Regions from separate parts of the Mus musculus genome. Here all the other regions are linked to region 3. A link is a contact called in public ChIA-PET data. All regions are on one chromosome and are shown on one strand. Each heading gives the region's core, a stretch centred on a gene start, on an enhancer-like site or on the middle of the called end of the contact. The rest is flanking DNA. Distances are from core to core; before and after follow the strand shown.

Region 1 (4,502 bases), core at 1,091-3,590, 81 kb before region 3:
TGTTGCTTTTTTGTTCAGTGTTACCGATTACTAAGCTATAGCCATTAAGCTCCCTGAAGTTGTCACCCCCAACAGAGCTCTTAGGCTTACACCCCCCTGCCATCTAGTTCCCATCACCCTTTGGGCTCCCCTTCACTCTCTAGGTCCCTCTCCAAAGACCTTTCATTCTTTCAAACCCCCACACTAATGCCACCATGCTCCCAATGATAAGCCACTTCCCCTGTGTCCTCCCACACTACACCCAGAGCCCCCCCGACCCTCTCCGCCTGCCATCCTAAGGTCCAGCATTTGATTCTCACCCCATCAGCTCCTAGCACCTCCAACTGCTCAACTCAGATACCTGCAAAGCCCAGAGTCCCTCCTAAGCTGAGGCTTGCTGTGGCTGCAACACTATGTTGTAAATACACATTCACATGACAGTAGGTCAGTGCTGGTCTCCAAATCCCCCTTTCAGCCGTCTCCAAATCTCTGCACAATTTGATGCCCAATGGCCCTGACAGTATCTTCTCATTCCTTATATTTCTAGTTAAACTCCAAATTCTAGAATCCCCATTCCTCAGACCCCAGGGCTTCAGCAACTCCCATTCTTTGTTTGTTTTTCTCGAGACAGGGTTTCTCTGTGTAGCCCTGGCTGTCCTGGAACTCACTCTGTAGACCAGGCTGGCCTCGAACTCAGAAATCCGACTGCCTCTGCCTCCCAAATGCTAAGATTAAAGTCCTGCGCCACCACTGCCCAGCAGCGACTCCCATTCTTAAGGCCTTCTCATTCCAAATGTATTTCTAATTCTCTCAGTTCTATGACAAGGATAGTACAATAATCTTCACACTCACTTGCCTTAAATCAAACCTCAAATCTTAGCTGGGTCTCCAACTCAATCCTCACCACCCATCCCCCACTCCTTTGGAAAATGCTAGGCTTCATCTTTGATTATCAGTCTGAGCCTGAACCACGCCAATCAAAACTCTCCCCACCTCCATCACACACCCACCCAATTCTGCCAAATGCACAACACCTCCTTCCAACCAGATCCCTCCTCCCCCTTTACCCTTTCCTCATCCTCTATTGGAGTGAATTGCTGCCAACAAGCAAAAAAGCGTTTAGGTGCCCAAGCATCCTTGAATCCAGACATCCCTACCTTTGCTCCAGCTTTGACAACCCTTACCTATTGTGCCTATCCCCATTTTCTGCCCATTCCCAACCCACGCAGACACAATTACTTCAATTCCTTCCTTCCTCCACTAAATGCGTCATCCCATTCTCCCCTTCCCCCTAAAAGCCGCCTCCTGGCTCCCCTTTCCAGACACCGCTCCACTCCCCCCCTCCACCAATGCGGAGGCCCCTCCTCCCACCAAATCTGTCGTCGCCATCAAATCTACAGGCTCCTTCTCAAGTAAACCGATAGCTCTTCCCTGCTGCATTCTTTCCCTCTGAAATTTTTGGCCCTGCTGCCCACTCCTTTGTCCCTCAAAGCTTTCATCCATCTCTATAAATCCAGAGCCCCGCTGTCCTCTGCCCCAAATGTACTCACCTTCTAAACACGTCGCTTTTGTACCCAGCCAGCCCTCATCTACCCATTCACCAAAACTTCTCGGCCCTCCCCCAATCCTGTGGCTTCTTTCCGCACCCCAAATCCATTACCCTTCGGAATTTCAAGCTCACTGCCTTCGACTACTTATCTCCCACATCTCATCGCCTTTCCCTGCACCCCCAAATCCCTTCCTACCCCACGTCTGTCACTCACGTCCCTTCGCTCCCTCCCAGCACCTCCAAATCGCTTCCTTTCCCACGTCAATCACTCAGATCCCTCAGCCCCCTCCCTGCACCCCCACACCGCACATCCCATCCACATCCTCCCGCCGCGCCCCCCGCCCCACCTGGATCAGCAGCTTCACGTAGAGCAGCGGGTGACTGAGAGCCGTCACGCCCGCGCCCAGCGCCACGAACAGCGCCTCGGTGGTCGGGGCGTTGTCCCCGGAGCCCGGGGCGCCCGGGCCGCCGTCCATCCTGCGCGCCGACGGCTGAGCCGCGGGCCGAGGATGGCGAGGGTGCGCGCGGTGCGCGGGTGGCGGGTCCCGAGCGCGGGCCTCGACTCCGGCCGGCGCGCCGCCCCGAGCTCCTGCACCAGCTCCGGCTCCCGCCATCCCCGCGGCGCCGCCGGGAGCCCAAGGCGCCACTTCCGGGTCCGAAGCCCCCATGGCGCCAGGCGTGGAGGTCACTCCCCGTCACGTGGTGCTGGCCACGCCCCGAACGTCAAGGGGAGGGTCCTGGCAGCACCACTCACGCCGCGGGGCGAGGGGGCATGGCGGGCGGGCGAGTGTTGTTCCTTGGTGCTCCCGGGCCCGCCTCCTCCGGCCCGGGGCGGGTTCTTTGCAGCTCTGTGCCCGCCCCTTTGCGGACCAGGCCAGTCACCGCAATCGTGCCTACGAGTCTCAGTCTGTGTGCCCTGCTTCTGCACTCCTTCAGCACGATCCCGGGACCTGTGTAGAAACCCCTCAATAGTTGAGTAACTCACAGCTGCTGAGGGCTGGGAGCACTCTTTGCCTGTGCACTTATGAAGGCCCGGTGCTGGCTGCGTTTAGTTACTAAATAACTAGGCCTGGGAGAGCTCTAGTCTAGTGCCTGGAGCATAGTGCTACGCATGCCTTGAGAGCAATTCTTAGGGCCACCTTCCAGGAAGGTGCTTACTCCAGCCGGTGATTTGTTTCCACCTCTGAACAAGCACAGCAGCTCTCAGCTGGTCTTGAACTGCCCAATAATAGAGTCTTCTGGTAATGGACCTCAGAGTCAGCAGGGACCCTTTGGTCCCTAGCAAGGGACCTTGTCCTCTTGCTAGTTTGCAAGGAAGGTCTTTGGAATGGTCAGATATTTGCACCCTCCCTGATTGCCCGTGGTGTAGGTTTTACCTCACGTTCCTGACACTTGCCCACGCAAATACTTTCCATCTGTGGGCTTTTCCTCCGTATTGTCCCCAGTGCCTTGTTTTTCCGATCTGTATTTGACTGTCCCCCATTGGACCGTGTTTTTGTATGGCCCATTCCGAATGTGGCTCCCTGTACCGTACTACCGTGTACTGTACTGTGTTGTATCATATTGTATTGTCTGGCATTAATATCTATCTTCTATCACCGCAAATATAGGAATGCATAGAAAGTATATCTTCAGGGAAACCATTCCTAAGGGAATGAATGAAGCAAACAAAGTAACAATCCAGTGCAGTGGCACACACCTGTAAAGTAAGCCCGATACTCAGGAGGCAGAGGCATCAGGATAGGAGTTCAAGGCCAGACTGAGCTGTGCACCATGCTACATCAATTTCCTTGGCTGCAATTGATAGCTGGCTGTTAGCAATCACAATTCTTTCATTCACATCTTAGTTACTAATATTATCTCAAGATACAGATCACACTGTGATTATAAGTGTGTGTGTGTGTGTGTGTGTGTGTGTGACAGAATGACTTCAAAGGGTTACAAAGGCCACAAATCTCAACAATTTGAAAGAGTCCTTACTGGAGGCAGAGGCAGAGAAAGCCACTTCTGAGGTTAGATATTAACCAGTCCATCTGGAGAACGGCTCAGGAAGGGCAGAGCTGCTGAGGGCTTGCAGGACTGGGTACAGGTGGGTGAGCAGATGGACAGACAGATGGATGGTAATTCAAACAGGCCACATCAAACACTGGGAACCCAGCTAAACTGAAGCCCCTGGGATTGCCAGGACTTCTCATTCCTCTGTCCCTTGACAATATACACTGAGTGGTCAAAAGATAGGCCTGACGTCCAGAGTTAGGTGTCTTCCTTTCTATGAGGTCCAGGTGAGAGAGTATTGTACCCTTCCCTAGTATGATGGTTTGTATATTCTTGGGCCAGGGAGTAGCACCATTTGGAGTTGTAGCTTTGTTGGAATAGGTGTGACCTGGTTGGAGTAGGTGTGTCACTGTGAGTGTGGGCTTAATACTCTCACCCTAGGTCAGTCTTCCACTAGAAGCCTTTGGATGAAGACATAGAACTCTCAGCTCTGCCTGCGCCATGCCTGCCTGGATATTGCCATGCTCCTGCCTTGATGATAATGGACTGAACCTCTGAACCTGTAAGCCAGCCCCAATTAAATGATTTTTTATAAGACTTGCCTTGGGCATGGTGTCTGTTCACAGCAGTAAAACCCTAACTAATATACCTGGTCTGGCATGTCACATTCTGAGGCCTGGTTTATTTTGTTTTATGGGCAAGAGTGTTTTGTTTGCATTTCATTTATACTTATGTACACCACATGTGTGCCTGGTACCCTAGGAAGCCAATGGTTGTGAGCTGAGAACTGAACCCAATTCCTCCGTAAGAGCAACCGGAGTGCTTAATGGCTGAGCCATCTCTTCGGCCCTTACTATGATTTTAGGGCACCCATGTGCCTGTAGGTTTCCTCATTCTGCTCTGATACGTATCAGTCAGTTAGTCTTTACATTTAGGAATAAACTATTGTCTTTGCCATGTGGGTAGTGGCAGAGGTAGT
Region 2 (4,212 bases), core at 242-2,741, 100 kb after region 3:
CACCCCAATGTTGGCTTACAAATTCCATTGCCGCTTCTTGCTCCTCCTCCTCTCCCCGCCCTCTTCCTGGCCCCTCCCACTGGCTCTTACCTCCTGCGCGCTCTCTCTCTCCTCTCTCCTCTCTCTCTCTCTCTCTCTCTCTCTCACACACACACACACACACACACATACACACACATAGAGGAATTAAAATCTAGGACCCACATGTGAGAGAACGCAGGTCCTATTTGTCCTTTTGAGCCTGGTTTATTCTACTTCTACTTCATTTACTTCATTCGAGGATTTCCAGCTTCATCCATTTCTCTGCAAATGTCACTATTTCATATTATTTCACAGCTGAATGATTTCCACAGTCTGTACCTTCCGCATCTCCTCCATCCATCAATCCTTCCATCAGCTGATGGATATCCATGCTGGTCCCACTCCTAGATGTCTTGGGTTTCTGAGACAGAAGGCGAGGGGTGTCTTAGCTGCCTGTTTTGCCTCAGGGCCCCTCCTAAAGTAAAGGTCTGGAGCGGCTGCCAGCTGAAGGCTGTCCTCCGAGGAGGGTCCTTTCACTCACCTGGCTGTTGGTAGCTCCTGGCCAGAAACCTCAGCTCTCTTCTTCTGGCCTGTTTTAAGGGCTGCCTGAGTCTCCTTGTGCCATGGCTGCAGGCTTTCCTCGAGGGTAACTGTTTGGTAGCAGCAGAGAATGGCTGTGTCTTTTTTTTTCTTTTAAATTTTATGTGGTTGAGTGCCTTTCTGCATGTAGGACCGCCAGGTGCCTGCAGTGCCCATAGTAGCCCGAAGAGGGCGCCAGTTGGAGCCCGAGGAACTGGAATTACACAGGCAGTTGTGAGCAGCAAATGCTCTTACCACTGAGCCATCTCTCCAGCCCTGCGGTCTTGCTTCTTATAGGCTTACTAAAGGCTAACCACAGGGCTGCGCACACAGTCCTGGCCGATGGCAGCCTCCGCTCATCACCCCAGGGTGATGAGGCTTTGAGCTTTCTTCTCAGCCAAGTAGCCAGCATCCAACCCAGCAGGGTGTGTGTGTGTGTGGGGGGGCACTCTCTAGGGGGCACAACCTGCTACCTCCCCAGTTTTCCCAACAGGAGAGAAATCCCAGATACTGTAGGGAAGCTAGGGTCTTCCCTTCTTCCTGTATTCTTCCAGGCCAAACTCTTGCTCAAGAGATCAGATTTCCCAAAACAAAAACCCAATCCTCTCCAACACAGAAAGAAAACCAGCCTGCCATGCTTGACAGTGAGTCAGCTGACAAGCAGGGAAACCAGTCCCCACTGGGGATGGGCGAATGCAGACAATAAACCACAGGGCTGCGCACACAGTCCTGGCCGATGGCAGCCTCCGCTCATCACCCCAGGGTAGCTCTACACATCCCTTGCTATGTCTATAATCTTTTCTTTCTCCAGTGCCTTTTCTCTACTTGGCTCTTTCCTCTGGGTCTTTCAGGTCTCCTACGCGGTGTCAGGGTCCCACGGTAGCTTCCTTTCTGTGGTCACTGGCTGACTGCCAACTTGCCTCTCACTAGCAGGCCAATCAGGAGTGCCCCGGAAGCTCTCCTCTGCGCTCCTTTCTTCCACAGGATGTCAAACACATCTCTGAGAACTTTCAGTGAATTCTCACTGTTCAATGCTCAGAACTGGGGTACATGGGCACCCCTAGCCACGGTATCACCATAGCTGCCATAGACAAATATTTATGCCAGGACTAGAACTCAGCTGCCTTATTCCACTAGCAAGGAGCCCTCTTGATGAAGAATATGGAGTTTGTTCTGCTCAGGACCCGTTTTCCTTGAATGTGGAGGTCTCTGATGTGGGACAGGACCTTCCCTTCCTTAGTGTAGCAATTGCGCCTTCCACAGACAGCCACACAGTTGGCCAGAATAAAGTTTAGATTTCCAAGTATCACTTGCAGCTAATGGCTATGCTACCAAAGGGTTTTTATTTATTTATTTATTTATTTATTTATTTATCTATTTAGTGTGTTTATTTTTGGACCAGAGGAAGGGAGTATTTTGAGATAGGGTTTCTCTGTGTAGCCTTTACTGTCCTAGAACTCACTCTGGCCTTGAACTCAGAGTTCTGCCTGCCTCTGCTCAGATTAAAGGAGTGCACCACTGCCCAGCTTGGAAGTTGGTAGCCTGGTTGCTACCAACGTTTTTTAAATGACATTTTATTCATTTTGTGTGCATGCAAGAGTTATGGTTGTGGATGTGAGCATGCCACAGTGTGTTTGTGGAGGTTGGATGACAACTTTTGGGAGTAGGCTTTCTTCTTCCACCTTCATGAGGGTCCTAGGAAAATGGAACTTGGACTTTCAGCCATCTTGTTTGGCTTTTGATGCCTCGTGTAGCCTGGGATTGCCATGAATCCATTATGACTTTGAAATCCTGATCCTTCTGCCTCTACCTCCAGTGTCGGGGTCACAGGCTTGGAACCACTGTGTCTGGCTTGATGCTGTCAATTTGTAAGAAAGGGCTGAGAAGAGAAGAAACCAAGGTGGCCATCTGTATTAAATATCAGACTCCTGTCGTTCCTCTTTGTCATCCAGATGGCTCAGAGGTATTTACGGGAGGGGCCCAGCTAGGGACACTTGCACTATCACAGACCCCTGCTTCTACAGACAGAACAACAGAGAAAAGAGATGGAGACCCCTGAGGGTTTCACAGAGCAGACCCCCATTGTGTTTTAAACTCCCACAGGAGAGGGTTAAATGACTGTCCTGCTGTATTCACCTCATGTTATTTTGTAGCCAGGCTGAAAGGATAAAACTGCCTTGAATGATCTACCTTACAAGCATTCTAAAGTCTGCCACAGCTGGGGCCAGGGATGGCTCTGTGGTTAAGAGGGCTTACAGTCCTTGGGGAGGACCCCAGCTCAGTTCTCAACTCATGAAGGCAGCTCTCAGCCGCTTTAGGAGATTCAACGTCATCTTCTGGACTTTGAGGAACTTACACATGTGCACATATATGCATAATAATTAAAAATAAAATGAATCTGGCCACTCCAGCAAGAGAAGCAGAGTCCCCGAGGCTGATCCTCAATGCTGTAGCAGACCACCTGCTTCCCCTCACTCTCTGCCCCCATGCCCAATGGATTAAGCAGATTCTAGTGGAACACCCTGCTTCCCTCCCTCTTATGGACCCCTTCAGCATTCTCACCAGCCCAGCCCATTCTTAAGTGTCAGCGCTTAACTCCTAGAAACCTATTTTTCTGGAACCCACAGTAGCCACACCTATCAGGATCCCAGAATTTCCTACCAGGCAACACAAACCCTCCTAAGAACCGGAGAGGAAACAGAAACCGAGGAACAAAACACCCGCCCAACAAAGACGAGACCGGATATCAGCCCCAGAATCACAATCTTTCCAAGCTCAGATGTCTAGACATCAACATGAAAACACAGTAACAGTTGGGGCACGGTAACCACGAGGGCCCAGCAACCCTACCACAGCAGGCTCAGGGTATTGCAGTGGAGCTGAAACGCAAGAAAAAGACCTGAAAATGGCCTCTATGATATGACGGAGAAGCTTAAAGAGGAAGCGAATCGATCCCTTAAAGAAATCTATGAAAATGCAAACCATGGAAGGAAATGCACAAAACACTTCAAGACCTGAACTAGAACCAACAAACAACCAAGACCCAAAGTGAAGGAGATGTGGAGATGAAAAGGGTTAGGATTTCAAACAGGAACCTAGAGGTAAACTAACAGAACAAAAGAGGTGAAAGGGCTGGGCGTGGTGGTGCACGCCTTTAATCCCAGCACTCGGGAAGCAGAGGCAGGCAGATCTCTGAGTTCGAGGCCAGCCTGGTCTACAGAGTGAGTTCCAGGTCAGCCAGAGCTACACAGAGAAACCCTGTCTTGAAAAGAGAAGAAGAAGAAGAAGAAGAAGAAGAAGAAGAAGAAGAAGAAGAAGAAGAAGAAGAAGAAAAGAAAGAAAGAAAGAAAGAAAAAGAGATGGAAGAGAGAATCTCAGACATTGAGGACATGATAGAAGAAATGGACACTTTAGTCAAAGAAAATGTTAAATCTTTTAAAAGGAAAAATAGGCACAAAACATCCAGAAAATCTGGGACACATTGAAAAGACCAATTCTGAGAATAATGGGAAGAGAGGAAGGAGAAGAAACCCAGGACAACAGCACAGAAAACGTTATCAACAAAACCATAGAAGAAAATTTCCCCATCCTAAAGGAGGAGGTGCCTGTTGA
Region 3 (4,436 bases), core at 1,621-4,120:
CTTTCAGGAGTCACTTCTGTCCTTCTACCACGTGGGTCCCAGGGACCAAACTCAAGTTGACTTCCTTAGTAGTCAAGTATCTTCACCAGCTGAGCCATTTGTGTGTGGGCCCCATGTAGTAAGTTCTAGGCTAGCCTGGGCTAGCATGAAACTCTGCTCCAAAAAATAAAAAATAAAAAGTAGGGTTTCTCTGTGTAGCCAACTGTCCTGAAACTGACTCTGTAGACCAGGCTAGCCCCAGACTCAAAGATCTGCTTGTCTTTGCTTCCTGGTGCTGGGACTAAAGGCGTGCACCACCACTGCTAGGCTAGTATAGGTTCTTAATTACTTTACTTGGGAGGTAGAGGCAACCAGATCTCTGTGAGTTCAAAGTCAGCCTGGTCTTCATAGCTAGACATAGCCATGTTAAAGACATAAAAATAAAAGGAGTCAGGGGCTGGAGAGATGGCTCAGCAGTTAAGAGCAGTGATTGCTCTTCCAAAGGTCCCGAGTTCAAATCCCAGCAACCATATGGTGGCTCACAACCATCTGCAATGAGATCTGATGCCCTCTTCTTCTGTGTCTAAAGACAGCTACAGTGTACTCAATATAATAATAAATAAGTCTTTAAAAAAATAAATAAAAGGAGTCTAGAACTCCAGGCATGTGCTAGCATGCTGCTGATGTACAAGGTCTGGACTCAGAGCCTTGTTCATGCCAGGCAAGCACACTACCAATTGAGCTACACCCCCATCCCTCACTTGAACTTTGGGAAAGGTCCGGTGGAGACTTTTTACATTTGCATACTTATTTGCATAATCGCAGTCTGAGCTACTAGATGAGCTAGAGAGATGGACATACATAAATAAGAATAAATTTTTTTCTTTTTTCTTTTTTCTGAGACAGGGTCTCTGTGCAGCCCTGGCTATCCTGGAACTCTCTCTCTCTGTGTAGATCTGGCTGGCTTCGAACTCAGAGACAAAAATAAGTCTTGATAAAAATGAAAGAAAAGTGATTAACTTAGATTGCCTTTGAGCGACCAAATGGCTGGGGGCAGCTCTGGGAAAGGGGGCAGTTTGCAAAGTTTTCCCCATCATGAGGAACGTAATGATGCAATTAAATAAACACATGGGTCATTTATCCACTCCTTGTGGACAAGATCTTTCTGCAAAGTCCAGGCCAGGCTAGACCTCCAGAGATCCTCCTGCCTTGGCTTCTTAGGGACTGCCTATATAAAATCGAAGTGAGCTAAAAACTAAGAACGCCTTTACATGCAGGAAAGAAGGCGCACACCTTTAATCCCAGTGCTCAGGAGGCAGAGACAGAACAGTCTGTGAGTTTGGGGCTAGCCTGGTGTACGTAGGCCCTGTTCAAAACAAAAAACAAAAAAAAACAAAAAACAAAAAACAAAACAAAAAAACCGCACCACCAACAAAGGTCATAGAGTCTTTCCCACAGAGGTCTTCTCCGGCGTGTGTGCGGGTGGCTCTCACAGCCCCTTTCTTCCCACACCCTCCTGTGCAGACAGTAGTCTGGCCTCTAAATGAGACTGGAGCTCAGAGCATCTCAAAGGGAGGCTCAGGAATGAACATCAGCACATCTGGAGCATCTGCCCTGACTGGCTATGAGGGAATTGCATCAGGACTCACCCCACCCCATGGACTCGGAGCCTCTAAGCCCTGCAGACAGGGTCGAGCCCACTCGCTATGACTACCTCCCTTGCCAGTCACGGAAGGAAGATAGATCCTGGTCATAGATGAAGCAGAGAGGCCAGGGGACTGGTTGGGACCAGGTTGGGAAGCCATGTTTATTTGAAACTAGGAGCGGACTTGGATTCCTCAGCCCCAGAACACTTCTATTTGAGATGCCCTACCAGGGCTCTGGGCCACCCTGTCTCAGGCCTCCCTGGAAACCAGAGCTGCACCAGACCTTAACCAAGCAAAGCCAGGGAATGTTAGGCACAGCCTCTCTGCTTTCGGGAAAGCGGCTCACTCTGCTCTCCTTGGCCCAGGTGTGTCTGGACCACCTGCTTTGGCAGACAGCTGATGGCCTGGAGCCCTGGTGCCTCACTGGCCCAGGTGGGACCTGACCTACAAACCTAGAAGTCAGGCTGCTGAGCCCCAAACATCCCCACCACACCCCTGGCCTCGAGGGACAGGGACACACACGTGGCTTTTCCTGGTGAGACACATTCTATTTCGAAAAAACCCTGTTCTTGGATGCTGCCCAGAAAAAATGAAGGTAGTGTGAGCTACAGAGGAAAACGGGCAGGGTTTTCCATTCAGGGCAGACTAACCGTGGCTGGATCTGACCTAGGGTCACAGTGACCACCCCACACCCCCACGGATCCCCACCCAAGCTTGAAACTGCAAGCATGCGTGTGCATTCTTTCCCCATGAGAAACTTCAACTCTTTAAAACCACTCCCACCCACGGGAGTGGTAATAAATTAAGCTGTTATCAGCCATCTACACTTTAATGCGAATTAGCTTGATCAGTACATCTAGAATTGTCTAGGGGAGCCCGATCATTAAAAAAAAGAAGAAAAAAAGGAAGGAAAGGAAGGAAGGAAGGAAGGAAGGAAGGAAGGAAGAAAGAAAGAAAGAAAGAAAGAAAGAAAGAAAGAAAGAAAGAAAGAAAGAAAGAAAGAAAGAAAGGAAGGAAGAAAGAAGAAAAGAAAGAAGTCAAATGTGGGAGGGGAATGACAGATTTAAGAACAGACAAGTAGGGACTACTAACTCAAGGATGGGAAGAGCCACTAGGGGCAGATTGTCAACAGGTGACAGGAAAGAGAAAACGTGGTAAAAAAGGTGGCACCCCTTTGTCACTCTGAGCTCTAGTGTTTTTCACCCCAGAGCAGCCACACCTGACCCCACCCCAGAGCATAAAATGTCTTTGAAGTCTCCTGTTTTTACTTTCAAGTTCATTCAGATGCTACACTCTACACCACAATACACGCTGGCTTGTTTTCACATCATCAAAACAACAGTGAGATAGATTTAGTGTGGGCCCCTTTTCCAAAGGTGTTATCTCTAATCCCTGCACTGCAGAGGTGAAGGCCTGAGAAACAGGATCCAGGAACGGTATTTGCAATACTGTGAGTGCAAGGCCACCAGGGGTGTGCCTGAAACCCAGCTTCAGAAACAAACAAACAAACAAACAAACAACAACAACAGCAGCAGCAAACCCAAGAGATCTGGGGAAATGGCTCTGCTTAAGGCAACTGTTGAATAAGCCAGAGTCAGGATAGCCAGAAACTGTATAAATGCCAGGGGTGTGGTGGCCTGTCTGATTCCAAACTCAGAAGGTAGAAATTAAGGCCCTCCAGAGCTGGCTGGGTTATCCCCAGCAAGGCGAGCTACATCTGCAAGCTCCAGCCTCTACTAGGAGCCCCTGCCTCTGTGAATAAAGTGGTAGATTGATGGAAGATGATTCTGGACCTCCACTTTTAGCTCCCTCACACATTTGCATACACATATATATGCACACACAAGCGGGCCCATACCAAGCAATAGACCCCCAACATTAGTCTTTCTGAAGACAGTTGACTGGCTGGGCTCAAAGGTCCCAGGATAGACAATTTCTTGCCTCTCAGAATGTTATAGTGTAGCCAGGCGATGGATACCTTTAATCCTAGCACAGGTGGGGCAGAGGCAGGTGGATCTCTGATTTCAAGGCCAGCCTGGTCCACATAACTAATTCCAGGTGAATCCAAGCTGCATAGTAAGACCCTGTCTAAAAGAAAAGGGAGGAGTGGGGAGACAGCCAACAGGGTAGCTCGGTGGGCTGAAGGGCTTGCTGCCAAGTCTGATGATGTGAGTTCAATTCCCAGGAGCCTCATGAGGAACTGAATTTAGAAAGTGGTCCTCTTACTCCCCACCCCCAACATCCACAGATAGATAGACAGGTAGACAGACAGGTTGATAGGGGCTAGAGTGATGGATCATCGATAAAGCACTGGCTGTTCTTTCTGATGTTACAAGTGCCTGTGTCTTTTCCCCATTGGCTGGAGTCAGACCTCGCGGCCTTATCCCATTGGATAGTCTGAAAAGAATTAGCATACAAAAAAAAAAAAAAAAAAAAAAAGAATTAGCATACAAAAATATGGAGGAAGGAGAAAGTGTGGGTCACTATTCCAAGTTACCAAATTCATGAAGCAGGAGGCTTTTGTGTAAACAAAGGTTTTCCTGGGTGGGAGGATTAAAACACTAACATAATTTGGTTTTTTCCCTCCCCCGACAGGGTTTTTCCGTGTAGCCCTGGCTGTCCTCGAACTCGGAGAGCTGTCTGCCTCTGTCTCCGAGTGCTGGAACTAAGGTCGTGGGCCAGAATACCCGGTTTAAAGCTCTTCTCTTGATCAAGAGAGTGCACACTGAAGTCAGAACACAGAAACAGGAGGTGCGTTTGGTGGTTTGGTGTTTGGGCTAACTTGGGTAGTGACGTCATCTCCCCCCCCCC

What was found. ChIA-PET counts read pairs in DNA pulled down with a chosen protein or histone mark.
Region 1: a contact with region 3 is called in an RNA polymerase II ChIA-PET map of effector CD8 T cells, with 30 read pairs. The contact joins the promoter of Mtch1 here to the enhancer-like site in region 3. A contact is called at or near these places in 1 of 484 Hi-C or Micro-C datasets (muscle stem cells), 3 of 115 datasets of contacts at active chromatin or transcription factors (the SCID.adh cell line, effector CD8 T cells and embryonic stem cells) and 3 of 9 other capture datasets (adipose tissue, liver and pancreatic islet).
Region 2: a contact with region 3 is called in an RNA polymerase II ChIA-PET map of effector CD8 T cells, with 10 read pairs. The contact joins two enhancer-like sites. A contact is called at or near these places in 1 of 39 promoter capture datasets (embryonic stem cells), 1 of 484 Hi-C or Micro-C datasets (liver), 5 of 115 datasets of contacts at active chromatin or transcription factors (effector CD8 T cells, embryonic basal ganglia, embryonic stem cells and 1 more) and 3 of 9 other capture datasets (adipose tissue, liver and pancreatic islet).

What each region holds. Positions count from the first base shown.
Region 1 is chr17:29,345,592-29,350,093 of GRCm38.p6, forward strand. It overlaps Mtch1 (mitochondrial carrier 1), which reads right to left and starts at 2,341. Exons shown (of 12, transcript NM_019880.4): 1 at 1,876-2,341. The coding sequence starts at 2,196.
Region 2 is chr17:29,530,655-29,534,866 of GRCm38.p6, forward strand. All of the region lies in intron 2 of Tmem217 (transmembrane protein 217), which reads right to left. Among named protein-coding and RNA genes, the nearest start is that of Tmem217, 17 kb to the right of the region's middle. Within about 2 kb of position 1,492, at least 80 of the 459 cell types and tissues checked have an H3K27ac peak or open chromatin away from gene starts, as enhancers often do. A contact at or near this core is called in effector CD8 T cells and memory CD8 T cells, where this site is marked.
Region 3 is chr17:29,426,176-29,430,611 of GRCm38.p6, forward strand. No RefSeq gene overlaps it. Among named protein-coding and RNA genes, the nearest start is that of Gm36199, 6.4 kb to the right of the region's middle. Within about 2 kb of position 2,871, at least 51 of the 459 cell types and tissues checked have an H3K27ac peak or open chromatin away from gene starts, as enhancers often do. A contact at or near this core is called in effector CD8 T cells and memory CD8 T cells, where this site is marked.